5 separate regions of the Mus musculus genome follow, and regions 1, 2, 3 and 4 are each linked to region 5. A link is a contact called in public promoter capture Hi-C and targeted proximity ligation data. All regions are on one chromosome and are shown on one strand. The core of a region is the stretch at or near the end of the contact, and the rest is flanking DNA. Distances in the headings are between cores, read along the strand shown.

Evidence for each region. Capture Hi-C pulls out chosen DNA fragments and counts their contacts.
Region 1: a promoter capture Hi-C map of liver shows a contact between it and region 5. A contact is called at or near these places in 6 of 39 promoter capture datasets (the 3T3-L1 cell line, the C10 cell line, the HPC-7 cell line and 3 more), 2 of 130 datasets of targeted methods (bone marrow-derived dendritic cells and memory CD8 T cells) and 2 of 9 other capture datasets (adipose tissue and liver).
Region 2: a promoter capture Hi-C map of adipose tissue shows a contact between it and region 5. A contact is called at or near these places in 14 of 39 promoter capture datasets (the 3T3-L1 cell line, the C10 cell line, cranial neural crest and 9 more), 2 of 484 Hi-C or Micro-C datasets (B cells and CD4 T cells), 6 of 130 datasets of targeted methods (the NIH/3T3 cell line, the SCID.adh cell line, bone marrow-derived macrophages and 3 more) and 4 of 9 other capture datasets (adipose tissue, liver, macrophages and 1 more).
Region 3: a contact with region 5 is called in a targeted proximity ligation map of effector CD8 T cells, with 10 read pairs. A contact is called at or near these places in 3 of 39 promoter capture datasets (the HPC-7 cell line, cranial neural crest and liver), 3 of 130 datasets of targeted methods (bone marrow-derived dendritic cells, effector CD8 T cells and memory CD8 T cells) and 2 of 9 other capture datasets (adipose tissue and liver).
Region 4: a contact with region 5 is called in a targeted proximity ligation map of microglia, with 6 times the contacts expected there. A contact is called at or near these places in 9 of 39 promoter capture datasets (the 3T3-L1 cell line, cranial neural crest, frontonasal cranial neural crest and 4 more), 1 of 484 Hi-C or Micro-C datasets (pre-megakaryocyte-erythroid progenitors), 5 of 130 datasets of targeted methods (the NIH/3T3 cell line, bone marrow-derived macrophages, memory CD8 T cells and 2 more) and 1 of 9 other capture datasets (adipose tissue).

The regions. Positions count from the first base shown.
Region 1 is chr19:34,606,457-34,609,322 of GRCm38.p6, forward strand. Ifit3b (interferon-induced protein with tetratricopeptide repeats 3B) reads left to right here and starts at 1,501. Exons shown (of 2, transcript NM_001005858.3): 1 at 1,501-1,542. The coding sequence starts at 1,538. It also overlaps a transcript of Ifit1bl1 not described here.
Region 2 is chr19:34,549,441-34,552,158 of GRCm38.p6, forward strand. Ifit2 (interferon-induced protein with tetratricopeptide repeats 2) reads left to right here and starts at 1,254. Exons shown (of 3, transcript NM_008332.3): 1 at 1,254-1,582.
Region 3 is chr19:34,582,199-34,584,928 of GRCm38.p6, forward strand. Ifit3 (interferon-induced protein with tetratricopeptide repeats 3) reads left to right here and starts at 1,331. Exons shown (of 2, transcript NM_010501.2): 1 at 1,331-1,406. The coding sequence starts at 1,402.
Region 4 is chr19:34,473,815-34,476,514 of GRCm38.p6, forward strand. It overlaps Ch25h (cholesterol 25-hydroxylase), which reads right to left and starts at 1,334. Exons shown (of 1, transcript NM_009890.2): 1 at 1-1,334. The coding sequence starts at 1,312. The coding sequence ends at 416.
Region 5 is chr19:34,190,965-34,193,744 of GRCm38.p6, forward strand. It overlaps Stambpl1 (STAM binding protein like 1), which reads left to right and starts at 1,265. Exons shown (of 11, transcript NM_029682.5): 1 at 1,265-1,667.

The DNA.
Region 1 (2,866 bases), core at 251-2,750, 420 kb after region 5:
ATGCAAATATCTAGTCAAAAACTCTGACCCATCATTGATTCTGCTCCACTGAATAGTATGCCCTATTTTCTCCTCTGTGAAAAATTACACACACACACACACACACACACACACACACACACACACGCAGAGGCATGCATGCACACACATGTACATTTGTATACACACAAAGCAGAGCAAAAGAAACAGAGAGGCAGAAAGCAAGAAAATCAATTGATGTATCAGTCAATCAGTCAACCATAGCCCCCTATATTCTTCAAAGAGGGAACAACCTTGTGAGTGTGCCATTTGCCTGATTTAACAACTTCTGTTACTTAGAGATTTTCTGCAGTGCTAAAGCAACATCTCTTATATCAAGGCACAATGCCTAAGTGTCCAGCCCACCGTTTCCTATCCATCAGAGCAAAGAAGCAGAAGGATGCAGGCCCATCCTCCTTGGGCTTGTACATTAGCATTCCAAGTCCCACTAGACCAAAATCAGGCATTGTGCTCTGAACCACTAAAGAAAATGAGATCAATGAAAGTTGTATCCTTTCTGTGGCTTTGCTACCTGAGGCTTCCAAAGTTTAGGCTTAAGGCAAACACAGTGGGTCTAGCAGGTATGTGCTTACCTCTTATGCCATTAACAATCTCAAGTTGCTAAGTGAAAGAAGGACCCAGAATTCCACAGCTGACTAGGTTATCATGCTTAGCAAATGAGCAGTGAAAGCCACGCTTTAAAGAAATCATGAAGCTAAGCACCCAATCCATACCTAAGGATTGGTCCTCCATACCTCCTTCTACTCATGCATGACTTCATAACTCAAAGCAGAAGTCTTTCACTTAGTCACATATTTGTTCTCCCACCCAGGAAGCAGTGATGCACATGTTACCAATTCTATTCAGGGACTGGGTGTAAAGTAAATGATCACCACAGACCTCTAGGTGTGAAACAGCACAGCGAATCCCCCTGGTGTTTTGCTACTTGAATTCAGTGTAGCATAAAATGAAAACATTGGTTTGATTAGACTCTGGCAAAACTCCAGAGCTAGTCACATGGACATAGTCATTAAAGCTGGATTGAAACCTGTGTACCACAAGGGAACTCAGAGAAGGAAACACACTATCACTTCTTTCAAAATATTTTAGAATAGTTTCTTTCGTGTGGCCCCAGAAACCTCTGCAGAGTGCACTAGAGACTGTGGAAAACACTCTTTTCCTCCCAGAGGGACTGTCAGGCTGGAGGAAATGCCTCTCGACCCTCTGACACCAGAGGCAGAGTCCAGAGCTTATCCAATGCTGTGGCCAGGACATAGAAGGTCTCAGTGGTAAGTTTCACTTTCCTCTTCTGGTTGATTTTAAGTCTGTTTCAGTTTCTACTTTCCTCTTCCCTTTCACAAACACTGAGTCCTTAGAAGCAGCAGAGCACCAGCTGATTCATCCCCCCCCCCCCCCCGACTGCCCTCTTATATAATCCTCTGAGTCTCCACTTAGAGTGGACTGAGATTTCTCAGCCCACACCCAGCTTTTCCCAGCAGCACAGAAACAGATCACCATCATGAGGTCAGTGCAATCTCTGCTTCTCCAATTAAATGATAAACTGAGCTGATCACTGCACAGCAGAGTCTTAAGTTGTCTGCTTGCTTGTAGATTGAAATCACTTGCATGAGCATGGCTTTTTTTTTATTGGACCTTTTTCATTATTTCTCTGTGTAAATGTGCAAGACACTGCAGTTTCTAAAACTGCTCACTGGATGCCCCTGGAGAATATTGATAGACACGGGTAGGTCCACTGAAGCACAAAGTTTGACTCAAAGCTAGCACTAGAGGAGTCACTCTTTCTGGGATTTGTTGGTGTTTTATTAAAAGTGATCAAGACAATAGAAAGTTGTGTGTGTGTGTGTGTGTGTGTGTGTGTCTATCTGTCTGTCTGTCTGTCTGTCTGTTTGTCTGTCTGTGTTTCCATGTGTGTGAGTTTGTTGTGTTTTTCTGTATGTGTGTCTGTATGTGTGTGTCTCATTGTTTATGTGTATCTGTGTGTGTGTCTGCATGTGTGTTGCTGTGTGTTTGTATGCGATGTGTGTATGTGTCTCTGTGTTTGTGTGTCTGTGTGTGTGCTTTTTCAAAAGAACCAATCCTTCGCCAGTAGCTAGTGTAAGAGTTGGAAACAGTAGTGCAAGCTCACTTCATGTTTGTGAAAACTATGACCACTTCATGATTGAGGTTTTAAGAAATAGTTCTCACAGATGAGCAGGGCTTTTATTTAAATTGGGTTTTTTTTTAATTTTTCATATGCCACAAAATCTCAAAGGTTAAAGTTTTTTTTCTAGTATCTAAGGCTGCAGGACAAGCAAAAACACATTTCCCCTCAAATACAAACTCTGCTTAATTTGTAGCTATGAAAGCAGAACAATGGTTACCTAGAGATGGTAAGGGTAGAATATGAAGATACACACAGGAATTTCAGGGATGTCAGACATAACCTATAAGGAGTGTGGGTGGGCACATGGGCATAAACAATTGCTGAGACCCAGTGTACACAAATCATTAAAATAAGTGCATTGTATTGTAAGTAAAGAGTAATCATAGTATTTCTGATGTTTTTAAAGAGATTTATTTATTTTGTATATATGCATACACTTTGGGTGTCTGCAGACAAACCAGAAGAGAGCATCAGATCCCATTACAGATGGTTGTGAGCCACCATGTGGTTGCTGGGAATTGAACTCAGGACCTCTGGAAGAGCAACAAGTGCTCTTAACTGTTGAGCCATATCTCCAGAGAGTGAATTGTTTTTAACTGCAACTATAACTGCCATTAGAGGAGACTCAGAGAGAACTAAGAGGAAGGGCTAATGTTTCTGACAAATACATATCATGTAAGGATA
Region 2 (2,718 bases), core at 4-2,503, 360 kb after region 5:
ACTTCAAGAGTTGTGCACAGGACTGGATCTATGAGTGACAGGAAGGCCCCTGCTTTGCCACCTTCTGACCCCTGTTCCCACAGGCAGGGGACCAGCAACTCTAGATATTTCTGGATCTTCCTTTGGCCTTTAGGGATCCTCTGGGAGCTGTGACTCCCTGTGTAGTGTTAAGTACCACTATTAGATTAAAATGTCTCATCGCCTGTGAAGAGAAGGAGGAGGAGAGGGAGGGGGAGGGGGAGGGGGAGGGGGGGGGACTCAATTTAGAAGAGAAACTAAATTGACAAGACCGAAGTGTTTAACCACCAGGCAACAGGGAGGGGTATGATGGATCCTTAGAATGACAGTTCACTGCTAAAACTCTTCCTTTCCCCATCCCCTATCTCCTTTCAGTCCTAGGGACAGAAGCCAGTGTCATGGGCAAGAGCTCTGTCACTGAGCTACATCCTAGCCTTGGAACCTCACTTTCTTTTAAAGGACTTTGAATGTCATTATCTTTCATTCTATCCATCTATCTGGATCTATATCTATCTATCTATCTATCTATCTATCATCCATCCATCCATTTATCAAGGGTGCCACACGGAGGTCAGAGGACCACTTGCAGGAGTCGATTTTTACTTTCCCTGGGATTAAAATCCCATCCCAGCTCAGATCCTAGGGCTTAAAGTCAAGTGATATAAGCCCCTGAAGTCATCTCCCCTAAGCCAGTTGAGTCTCAATTTCAATTTAAATCCAGGAATTCAATTCAGGATCATGTCCCTCACTAAGATGGACTATTAGGAAACTGGAAATGAGTGAACCATCCTCTAAGAATCAACTAGGTATTATCTCTGCTGTCCAGAATATTACAGTCTGCGAATTAATCCGCTTCAGTTAGCAACATCAGTAAACATTAAAAATAGGAAAGGACAGAAAAGGATCCTGTCTGGTCTTGCATTGTGCAAGGAGAATTCTATGCTAGAGCTGGGCTGGAGCACCAAGACCCAGAGGCTGGAAAATTCATGGGAGCTTCCTGGAAGAATGGATAAAACCGTCTCTCTCCCAATTCCGGAAGTATTTCTGCTGCAAACTCTCAAATTTAGCATCTAGGGATAATAAAGCTAAAAGCGGCGGAGAAGGGCACCCTCTGGCGACAATAGCAGGACACAGTGGGAGGAAGCAGCGCTAAGATGGAGTACCACCCCAAAACAAAGCTCCCTGGGAGCTGTAGTCGAGCCAGGTTGCCTGGGTGAGTGCAGTTTCCCGCCCTTAGTGATGTGGGGACCCAGCGAGATGGAGCTCACTTTAGGAAACAGCGGGGAGTCCCCCAAAGGACTAAGGTATTCCAGCCACACCCGACTAACGCTGCAAATATGTAGGAAAGAGAGTGAAGCAAGATATTTTTAATGAGTAGCCCTGTCTAGTAGTAGATCCCTCAAAGCACCAAGTGTGGGTAGGGGTTACATCCGGCACCCGGCAGTCAGGAGTCATTGGCCACGCACCCTTCGCCAGCGTCCATTCTGCCGAAAAGCAAGTTCTGGCCTTCTGCAGTTAATGCTTTTTTACCCATCAGCAAGATGCACCAAGATGAGACTTAGAGGTAGGTGGTCGTCGCTCTTAAATGTGGGTGGACGCAACTTTTGTTTTCCTGGGCTGTCCACTAGGGGCGCGTGGTGGACTCTGGGTCCTAAGCTATATATCTAGTCACTCTTTTATCCAGAACCCACCCTCAGCTCACTCAAAGGCTTTCAAAAACAGCTTTTTTTTTTTTTTACTTCCGGTTGTTTATTTGAGAAGGAATGCACCAGAAATTACAGAAACCTTTTTAATGTCCCACAACCTCTCAACTCTGTAAGTCTATTAACATGTTATTGTGTAATGGTCTCTCCCCCTCCCCAACCTCCCTGTGTTCCTCAGGTTTGGTGTTTTAAAATGACAGCTGATGTAGGAATTCCTCTCTGTGGAGATAGAGTGGACACAATGAATTTCTTTCTTCCCCCCCCTCCCCCTCCCTCGCCCTCTCCCTGCCCCCCTTCTCTCTCTCTCTCTCTCTCTCTCTCTCTCTCTCTCTCTCTCTTCTTTCTTTCTTTCTTTCTTTCTTTCTTTCTTTCTTTCTTCCTTCCTTCCTTCCTTCCTTCCTTCCTTCCTTCCTTCTTTCTTTCTTTCTTTCTTTCTTTCTTTCTTTCTTTCTTTCTTTCTTCTTTCTAAAATATTTTCTGGATTTAAATGTTGGTAAAGGAAGAAGAGAGGTAAACGTTAGAAGTAGGGACTGGGAATCTCAAATTAGGGTGCAGTTCAGAGATGAAGAAGGCACAATGAGGTATTTGTGTCCTCATGAGGAAAGTATTTGGGAGTGCTGAAAGCAAGCAGTGTAAATAGCATCAGGACAGCAACTGCTCAGGAGGCCATGCGCCTGAATCACACTTATACTTCAGTAAAATGTTAACAAAGACTCCGAGACAACAGAAGGAAAAATTAGAACACGTTGGCACCCTGAGAAGTGTGCTATTCAAAAGAGTAAGGCAGTGGCTGAAAAGACCATGCAGGAGGAGATAGGACCATCAAGATACTCTGAGCATGAAAAATACACAGGGTCATAGAACAAGGGTTAACAAACTGCCACCCGGAGGCCAGCTTGCTATTTGCTTCTATAAATGAAGTTTTATTGGATCAGGTGCTCTCTTACGCTGCAACAGCAGACTGGACTAGTTGCTCACAAAGCCAGAGAAAATATTT
Region 3 (2,730 bases), core at 81-2,580, 390 kb after region 5:
TGGAGGCTGATTATGGGATGGATCCCTGGATATGGCAGTCTCTAGATGGTCCATCCTTTTGTCTCAGCTCCAAACGTTGTCTCTCTAACTCCTTCCATGGGTGTTTTATTTCCAATTCTAAGAAGGGGCAAAGTGTCCACACTTTGGTCTTCGTTCTTCTTCAGTTTCATGTGTGTTGCAAATTGTATCTTATATCTCAGGTATACTAAGTTTCTGGGCTAATATCCACTTATCAGTGAGTACATATTTCTATCCATTAGAGCAAAGAAGCAGAAGGATGCAGGCCCATCCTCCTTGGGCTTGTACATTAGCATTCCAAGTCCCACTAGACCAAAATCAGGCATTGTGCTCTGAACCACTGAAGGAAATGAGACCAATGAAAATTGTATCCTTTCTGTGGCTTTGCTACCTGAGGCTTCCAAAGTTTAGGCTTAAGGCAAACACAGTGGGTCTAGCAGGTATGTGCTTACCTCTTATGCCATTAACAATCTCAAGTTGCTAAGTGAAAGAAGGACCCAGAATTCCACAGCTGACTAGGTTCATGCCATGCTTAGCAAATGAGCAGTGAAAGCCACGCTTTAAGGAAATCATGAAGCTAAGCACCCAATCCATACCTAAGGATTGGTCCTCCATACCTCCTTCTACTCATGCATGACTTCATAACTCAAAGCAGAAGTCTTTCACTTAGTCACATATTTGTTCTCCCACCCAGGAAGCAGTGATGCACATGTTACCAATTCTATTCAGGGACTGGGTGTAAAGTAAATGATCACCACAGACCTCTAGGTGTGAAACAGCACAGCGAATCCCCCTGGTGTTTTGCTACTTGAATTCAATGTAGAATAAAATGAAAACATTGGTTTGATTAGACTCTGGCAAAACTCCAGAGCTAGTCACATGGACGTAGTCATTAAAAGCTGGATTGAAACCTGTGTACCACAAGGGAACTCAGAGAGGGAACTCACTATCACTTCTTTCAAAATATTTTAGAATAGTTTCTTTCGTGTGGCCCCAGAAACCTCTGCAGAGTGCACTAGAGACTGTGGAAAACACTCTTTTCCTCCCAGAGGGACTGTCAGGCTGGAGGAAATGCCTCGCCACCCTCTGACACCAGAGGCAGAGTCCAGAGCTTATCCAATGCTGTGGCCAGGACATAGAAGGTCTCAGTGGTAAGTTTCACTTTCCTCTTCTGGTTGATTTTAAGTCTGTTTCAGTTTCTACTTTCCTCTTCCCTTTCACAAACACTGAGTCCTTAGAAGCAGCAGAGCACCAGCTGATTCACCCCCCCCCCCACTGCCCCCTTATATAATCCTCTGAGTCTCCACTTAGAGTGGACTGAGATTTCTGAACTGCTCAGCCCACACCCAGCTTTTCCCAGCAGCACAGAAACAGATCACCATCATGAGGTCAGTGCAATCTCTGCTTCTCCAATTAAATGATAAACTGAGCTGATCACTGCACAGCAGAGTCTTAAGTTGTCTGCTTGCTTGTAGATTGAAATCACTTGCATGAGCATGGCTTTTTTTTATTGGACCTTTTTCATTATTTCTCTGTGTAAATGTGCAAGACACTGCAGTTTCTAAAACTGCTCACTGGATGCCCCTGGAGAATATTGATAGACACGGGTAGGTCCACTGAAGCACAAAGTTTGACTCAAAGCTAGCACTAGAGGAGTCACTCTTTCTGGGATTTTTTGGTGTTTTATTAAAAGTGATCAAGACAATAGAAAGTTGTGTGTGTGTGTGTGTGTGTGTGTGTGTGTGTGTGTGTGTGTGTGTGTCTATCTGTCTGTCTGTCTGTCTGTCTGTGTTTCCATGTGTGTGAGTTTGTTGTGTTTTTCTGTATGTGTGTCTGTATGTGTGTCTGTATGTGTGTGTCTCATTGTTTATGTGTATCTGTGTGTGTGTTTGCATGTGTGTTGCTATGTGTTTGTATGCGATGTATGTATGTGTCTCTATGTTTGTGTGTCTGTGTGTGTGCTTTTTCAAAGGAACCAATCCTTCGCCAGCAGCTAGTGTAAGAGTTGGAAACAGTACTGCAAGCTCAGTTCATGTTTGTGAAAACTATGACCACTTCATGATTGAGGTTTTAAGAAATAGTTCTCACAGATGAGCAGGGGTTTTATTTAAATTGGGTTTTTTTTTTTAATTTCTCATATGCCACAAAATCTCAAAGGTTAAAGTTTTTTTTCTAGTATCTAAGGCTGCAGGACAAGCAAAAACACATTTCCCCTTAAATTCAAACTCTGTTTAATTTGTAGCTATGAAAGCAGAACAATGGTTACCTAGAGATGGTAAGGGTAGAATATGAAGATACACACAGGAATCTCAGGGATGTCATACATAACCTATAAGGAGTGTGGGTGGGCACATGGGCATAAACAATTGCTGAGACCCAGTGTACACAAATCATTAAAATAAGTGCATTGTATTGTAAGTAAAGAGTAATCATAGTATTTCTGATGTTTTTAAAGAGATTTATTTATTTTGTATATATGCATACACTTTGGGTGTCTGCAGACAAACCAGAAGAGAGCATCAGATCCCATTACAGATGGTTGTGAGCCACCATGTGGTTGCTGGGAATTGAACTCAGGACCTCTGGAAGAGCAACAAGTGCTCTTAACTGTTGAGCCATATCTCCAGACAGTGAATTTTTTGTTAACTGAAACAATACCTGCCATTAGAGGAGACTCAGAGAGAACTAAGAGGAAGGGCTAATGTTTCTGAC
Region 4 (2,700 bases), core at 84-2,583, 280 kb after region 5:
AAATAAAACTTTTTTCAATATAAATATATCATTTCATTCAAAAGTAGAAAAAATATACTATAACCTTGGTCACTGCCCAGCAGGAACAAATTTGATTATTTAAAGAGTCAGAAATCAGGTCTTCTCTCAACATGTGAGGTTAGAGCCCAGTTCCAGTGCGATTTCATACATAGGAAAGTCTTGGTTCTAGAAACAAATCATTTCAGAGATCATAATGATTCAAATACACCACGCTGAATGTCTACCTTGTGTCCTGGAGTCAATGACACTGGGATAAGTTGAAATTTAACACCAAGACCACAATTAAATTCACATAGAAACATTATATAAATTACTTTGTCAGGCTGCAGAAACAACATTAGATTTTATAGCAGTGTGCATCACTTTAAAAGTTACAAACTTCTAATAAAGTAACTCAAGTCTGTTTCTTCTTCTGGATCAAGTGTACAGCGCATCGCTCTCTGGAGTTCACGCAGCGCTCACCGCAGGCGCAAAGGCTCTCTGGCAGGGGCGCGGACCGCAGAGTGCCCAGCATTTTGTCCCAGTGTGTGAAGTAAGGAGCAAAATTGCAGTTAAACTGAGAGTGATGCATGTCGTGGTGAGCCACGCCCCCGTACCAGCCAAAGGGCACAAGTCTGTGAGTGGACCACGGGAAGTCATAGCCCGAGTGGTCCTCCACCGACAGCCAGATGTTAATCACGTGAAAGGTAAAGATGGTGAGTGGGTGACACCGAAGCACCGCGACGTTCAGCACGTCGAAGAAGGTCAGCGAAAGCAGCTCCCAGAAGCTCATGTATTGGGTCGCCAGCGCGAAGGAGGACGAGTTCTGGTGATGCACCTTGTGGAAGGTGCGGTACAGCCAGGGCACCTTATGGTGCAGCAGGTGCCACGCGAAGATCTCGGTGTCGAAGAGCAGCAGGCAGATCAGGACGTGACTTAGGAGCTGGACGAGCTCAGGGGCCTCCTGGGGGAGGAGCGCCGGGCTGCGCACCCAGTGCAGCAGCGTCACCGGGAACACGAACACCAGGTGCTGGTAGAGTGTCAGCCCCAGGCAAGGCAGAAGCTGCTTTACGGAAGGCGAGAAGTCCGGGTGGATCTTGTAGCGTCGCAGGATGGGGACCCAGGGATACAGGACGTCCAGCACCACGAACGGTAGGCAGAAGCCCACGTAAGTGATGATAGAAAAGGTGACTGGGAAGATGGGTGAGCGCGTGAACGCCTCCCTTGTCCTTATGGTGTCCCAGAGGGGCTGCAGGAGCAGCTGGCTGGAACAGCCCAGGTCTTGGAGCTCCGAACCGTTGTAGCAGCCCATGCTGAGACTATGTCCCACAATTGTGGTCTCCCCAGCCCCGCCGACTTTTCTTAAGACTGTGGCCACTCCCCCCAGTGACGTCACCCTTCCGTCTCCTTCCCACCTCCCTTTCCCTGCTAAAGAATTTTGCTTAAATAACCCGAATTTTGTTCCTGTCTATGTCCTGGTTTATAGCTGCATCAAATCTCCCCTTCACGCAAGCAGCGGCCCTTAAAGCCCTTTCCCAGACGTAAAGAACTGTTTGCTTGCCTTTCAGCTGATGTACTAATGACACAGGAGAGAGCGATTCTGCCTTGGGACAGTTCACCCGCCATCACCGCTAAAAACTAATGAGTTCTTCGCTCTCAGAAGGCGCTGTTTCTCAACCAAAGCAGAATTCCCTGGGTTTTAAAATATCTGTTTTTGACTGTTTAAAGACTTATTCTACACCTTGGGGGACTCTGAGTGTGCGTACCTCACGCCACAGTGCTGGTACTGGGTCCGTTGCAGACAGGGATTGAGTCCTGTAGGAGAGGGAACCTGGCATCCTCCAAAAAAGAGCAGTCAGGCTCGCAGCCTTTTGGCGCGGACGACTCTCCCGCTCTGGTGCCCTTAAAGCCCGCGGTGTCAAGAGCAGAGATCAGATCCTGCAAGACAGCGGTCAAGAGGGCAGCACTGCCAGCCTTTGCTCTGGGTTGGAGAACGGAGGCTTAACACCCGTAAAGGCTCACTCGATTGGGCCAAACCGCAAAGGCCAGTGGAGAAGAAGATCTGAGCAATCTCATAGCCTCCCGGAACATGTCTCATCTCCCCTGCCATTTCCTTAGAGGTCCCTCAGGCTCCGACTTTTACCAACCCTCAGTTGTTCCCTACTCCTCAACTCCTGGATACCCTTTCAGACACTGGGACTGATCGTCCAGGGACTGAGCACAGGAGGTCAGTACTATATCCAAGGAGAGTGCCCTAGAGAGTGGAGCACAGAAATCAGCCCCGGGTAGCGGATACACGGCACAGAAGATCCCAGAGGAAAGCCAGGGGCCATTCTCCCAGGGTTTCCTTCTTGAATTTGTGTCTTTACAGCTGCTTTTCTCTGCTGGAAGCTAACATAGTCTTATACAAGCTTGTGTTTCTTGTGTTATTTTCCAAAGAAAACAGGGATTGTAGCTCTAGGAGCCTGCTGCCAGTCCCCCCTGGGGGGGGGGAGGGGGAGGGGATGGACTGTAACTTTTGCCTGCACAAGACTGTTACTTGTGATTCACACTCATCAAGAACTGGCTCCCACATTTGTCAGGAAGTACCCCATAACTGTGGCTTCACAGCTCTCTATCTAAGGCCTCAGCACATACCAAAGGAAATAAGGCACACAATCACTTTAACTTTGTATTTCACAGGTAACCACTAAGATATTT
Region 5 (2,780 bases), core at 15-2,514:
AAGCTGGAAACCCCCAGCTCATCAACAGTGACAGTGTTCTTAAAATGTTGGCGAGTTGGTACTGCTCCCTCGAAGAAGCAGCTTTTGAGGTCTTCTTACTTAAGAGTTTCAATCACTGTGACAAAGCAGCAAGACAAAAATCAACTTAGGGAGGAAAGGGCTTATTTCACTACCACAGTGCAGTCCATTCTTGAAGGATGTCAAGGCAGAAACTCAAGCAGGATTAGAATCTGGAAGCAGGGCCTGATGTAGAAGCCATCGCGGGGAGTTGGGGGAGAAAGAGAAACCCCCCCTGGCCCCCTAGAGTGCTGCTTACTGACTTGCTCCCCTTGGCTTGCTCGGCTTTCTTACAGCACCTAGGATCACCTGTCGAGGAGTGGCACCACCCACAATGTGCTGGTACCCTCCCACACTAATTACTAATTAAGAAGACGCCCTACAGGCTTGCCTAAGGCCCCCCATATTGTGAAGGCATTTTCTCAAATCAGGTTCTCTCTTCTCAGATGGCTCTATCTTGTGTCAAGTTTCTATAAAACTTGCTAGCACGGATGTCAAATCAGAATGGATTCTTCCAGCTCCCTTCATCCTTTCTCCCCTTCCTCCACACTCTCCACGCTAACAGCATGCCTTCCACTACTACGCAGCTGATTTAAAACTCGCAGATAAATAATTTTACTTGTCTCTGTCTTACTCATGGAAAACATATAAGATGCAGCTTTTGTATACGGGACTGTAGTGAATATGAATCGTTGCGTGCACTGTGTCTGGCTCAGGTCTATGGCCATATTAAAGACACTGCATTATAATGGTGACACTATAGTAATGGTAAGGAGCTAACCGTTTGTATTTTCCTAGTTCAAGAAGGTGGGGAGAGGGGGAGTGTTTCACGGCGGCAGCGCTTAGTCACGGTTAAATCTCAAAATGGGATTCCTACATAAGCTGTAATCCTATAGCTAAACCATTACATTGGCAAATTCAGCTTCATGACAGCTTGCGTGCTCTGCAGTTTTTGGAGTCGCCCAGCCATTTTCCCAGCTTCTAGGCCAAGTTGATAATTCACTGGGCTGTCCAGGTGGTCCAACCTAGGGCAACGAGTATGCAGGTAGACCGGGGGTTAAATCACAAGCAGCCATTTCCATCTGGCCATAGGCCCTCCGCAGGGACCCGCCACCCCAGAGGTTTTTTTGCAGCACGTGGGAAGCTGTGGCTACAGAGGGGGCGGAGGCAGAGGCGGAGGCCGCACCCAGGGGCCGGGGAAGGGGGAGGGGGCGGACCATCGCTGTGACAATTTCATTCCCTACGTTGCTGCGGCAGAGATTCAGAGGCCATTGGCCTGTGCGTTGTTTTGCAAGGGAGCTGGGGCTGTCCCGCCAGACAGAAGAGAGAGTCCAAGCCACGGAAGGCATCAGAGCTCGACCGACCAAGAGCAAAGAGAACCCAGAGGCCCGGACTAGACCAGCCTGGGAGCGACTCACAGCCTGGTGCCACCGTCACCAAGCGCCGGTGCCTTGCGGAGCAGCCGCTGCCGCCCGGGCTGCAGAGGCCACACGGATGCCCGAGCCACGCGGCCCGCGCAGGGACAGTCGTCGCAGTCGTCATCCCACACAAGCTCCGGACGCGCACGACTGCTGGTGAGTGGCCCCACACGTGTGCCCGCTGGCCCCGAGGTGAGTGGTGATGACGAGTGGCTTCCTGTCGCCCTGCGGTCCCCGCCCCCACGCGCCCCTATCCCGCTCTAGGGTTAGCTTCTTCTCGCCCAGGAAGGCGGAGGCTGTGGTTCCTGGTCTCTTGGCCCTGGGGCGGTGACCTGGACCCGGCTGCGCGTGCTTTTCTGGTTCATACTTGGAATGCATCCTTGCAGATGATGTCAGGATTCCAAGAGCCCACCTCACTGGTTTTGCGTGGGGCTCCACGTCGGCTGCGCGGGATGTCAAGGAGGGAGGGGCGAGAAACTGGTAAAAGCACCTTCATACTAGAGGGTAAGGGGAGGAAAGGACTTTCTAGATGTTGCATTGATGCCCTTTAGCCTCGTGAGACATATTCTCTTACTGGAATAACTTGATTGCTCGCTGGAAGCCTCAAGGGAAATGCGCAAAAAGATGCAATGCTATTAAAACATAATTTTCCAGAACTCGTCGAAATAACTGCTGACAGTCTAGAGTCCGAAGTGCTGTGGTTAATTGAAATGTAAAAGAAAAAGAAAAAAAAAATGAAGGAGTAATTCAAGAAACAGAATCTAATTTAGAGGATTGGGGAAAAAAAAATCTCTAGGTTGTGTGAGGGGGAGGGGCCTGTCTGTCTTCCCGAAACGAGTGTTTGGTCACTAGTAAGCCCTAGTGAGCACGCTGCTTTCCAGACATCCTGCTAGCCACGAAAATTAAACGAAGTCTTGAGTTTCAAAAGTGTCTCCAGAAATAAGGTTAATCTGAGCTTCTGTCAAGGTCAATACCGACTCCTGAGAGCAGACAAAAATTAACACTTGAATGTTTGACTTCCGGTTTCAATTTGTAAGTAGTACTTGTTTCCAGACCCGTTTCCATGGGCAGTTTTTTTGTATTTCTGACAGACGCTAATTTGATTTTTATAAATGTACTCTGTAACTAGACTCTGCTGGGCATTGTTTAAGTCCACTGTAAATATGTGTTCATTTTAAACACATTAATGTCTGAGCAGTAGACTGATCGTGCTAGACCAGTGGTTCTCAACCTTCCTAATGCTGAGACACTTTAATGTGGTTCCTCATGTTATTGTGACCCTACCCCCAACCATAAAATTTTTTT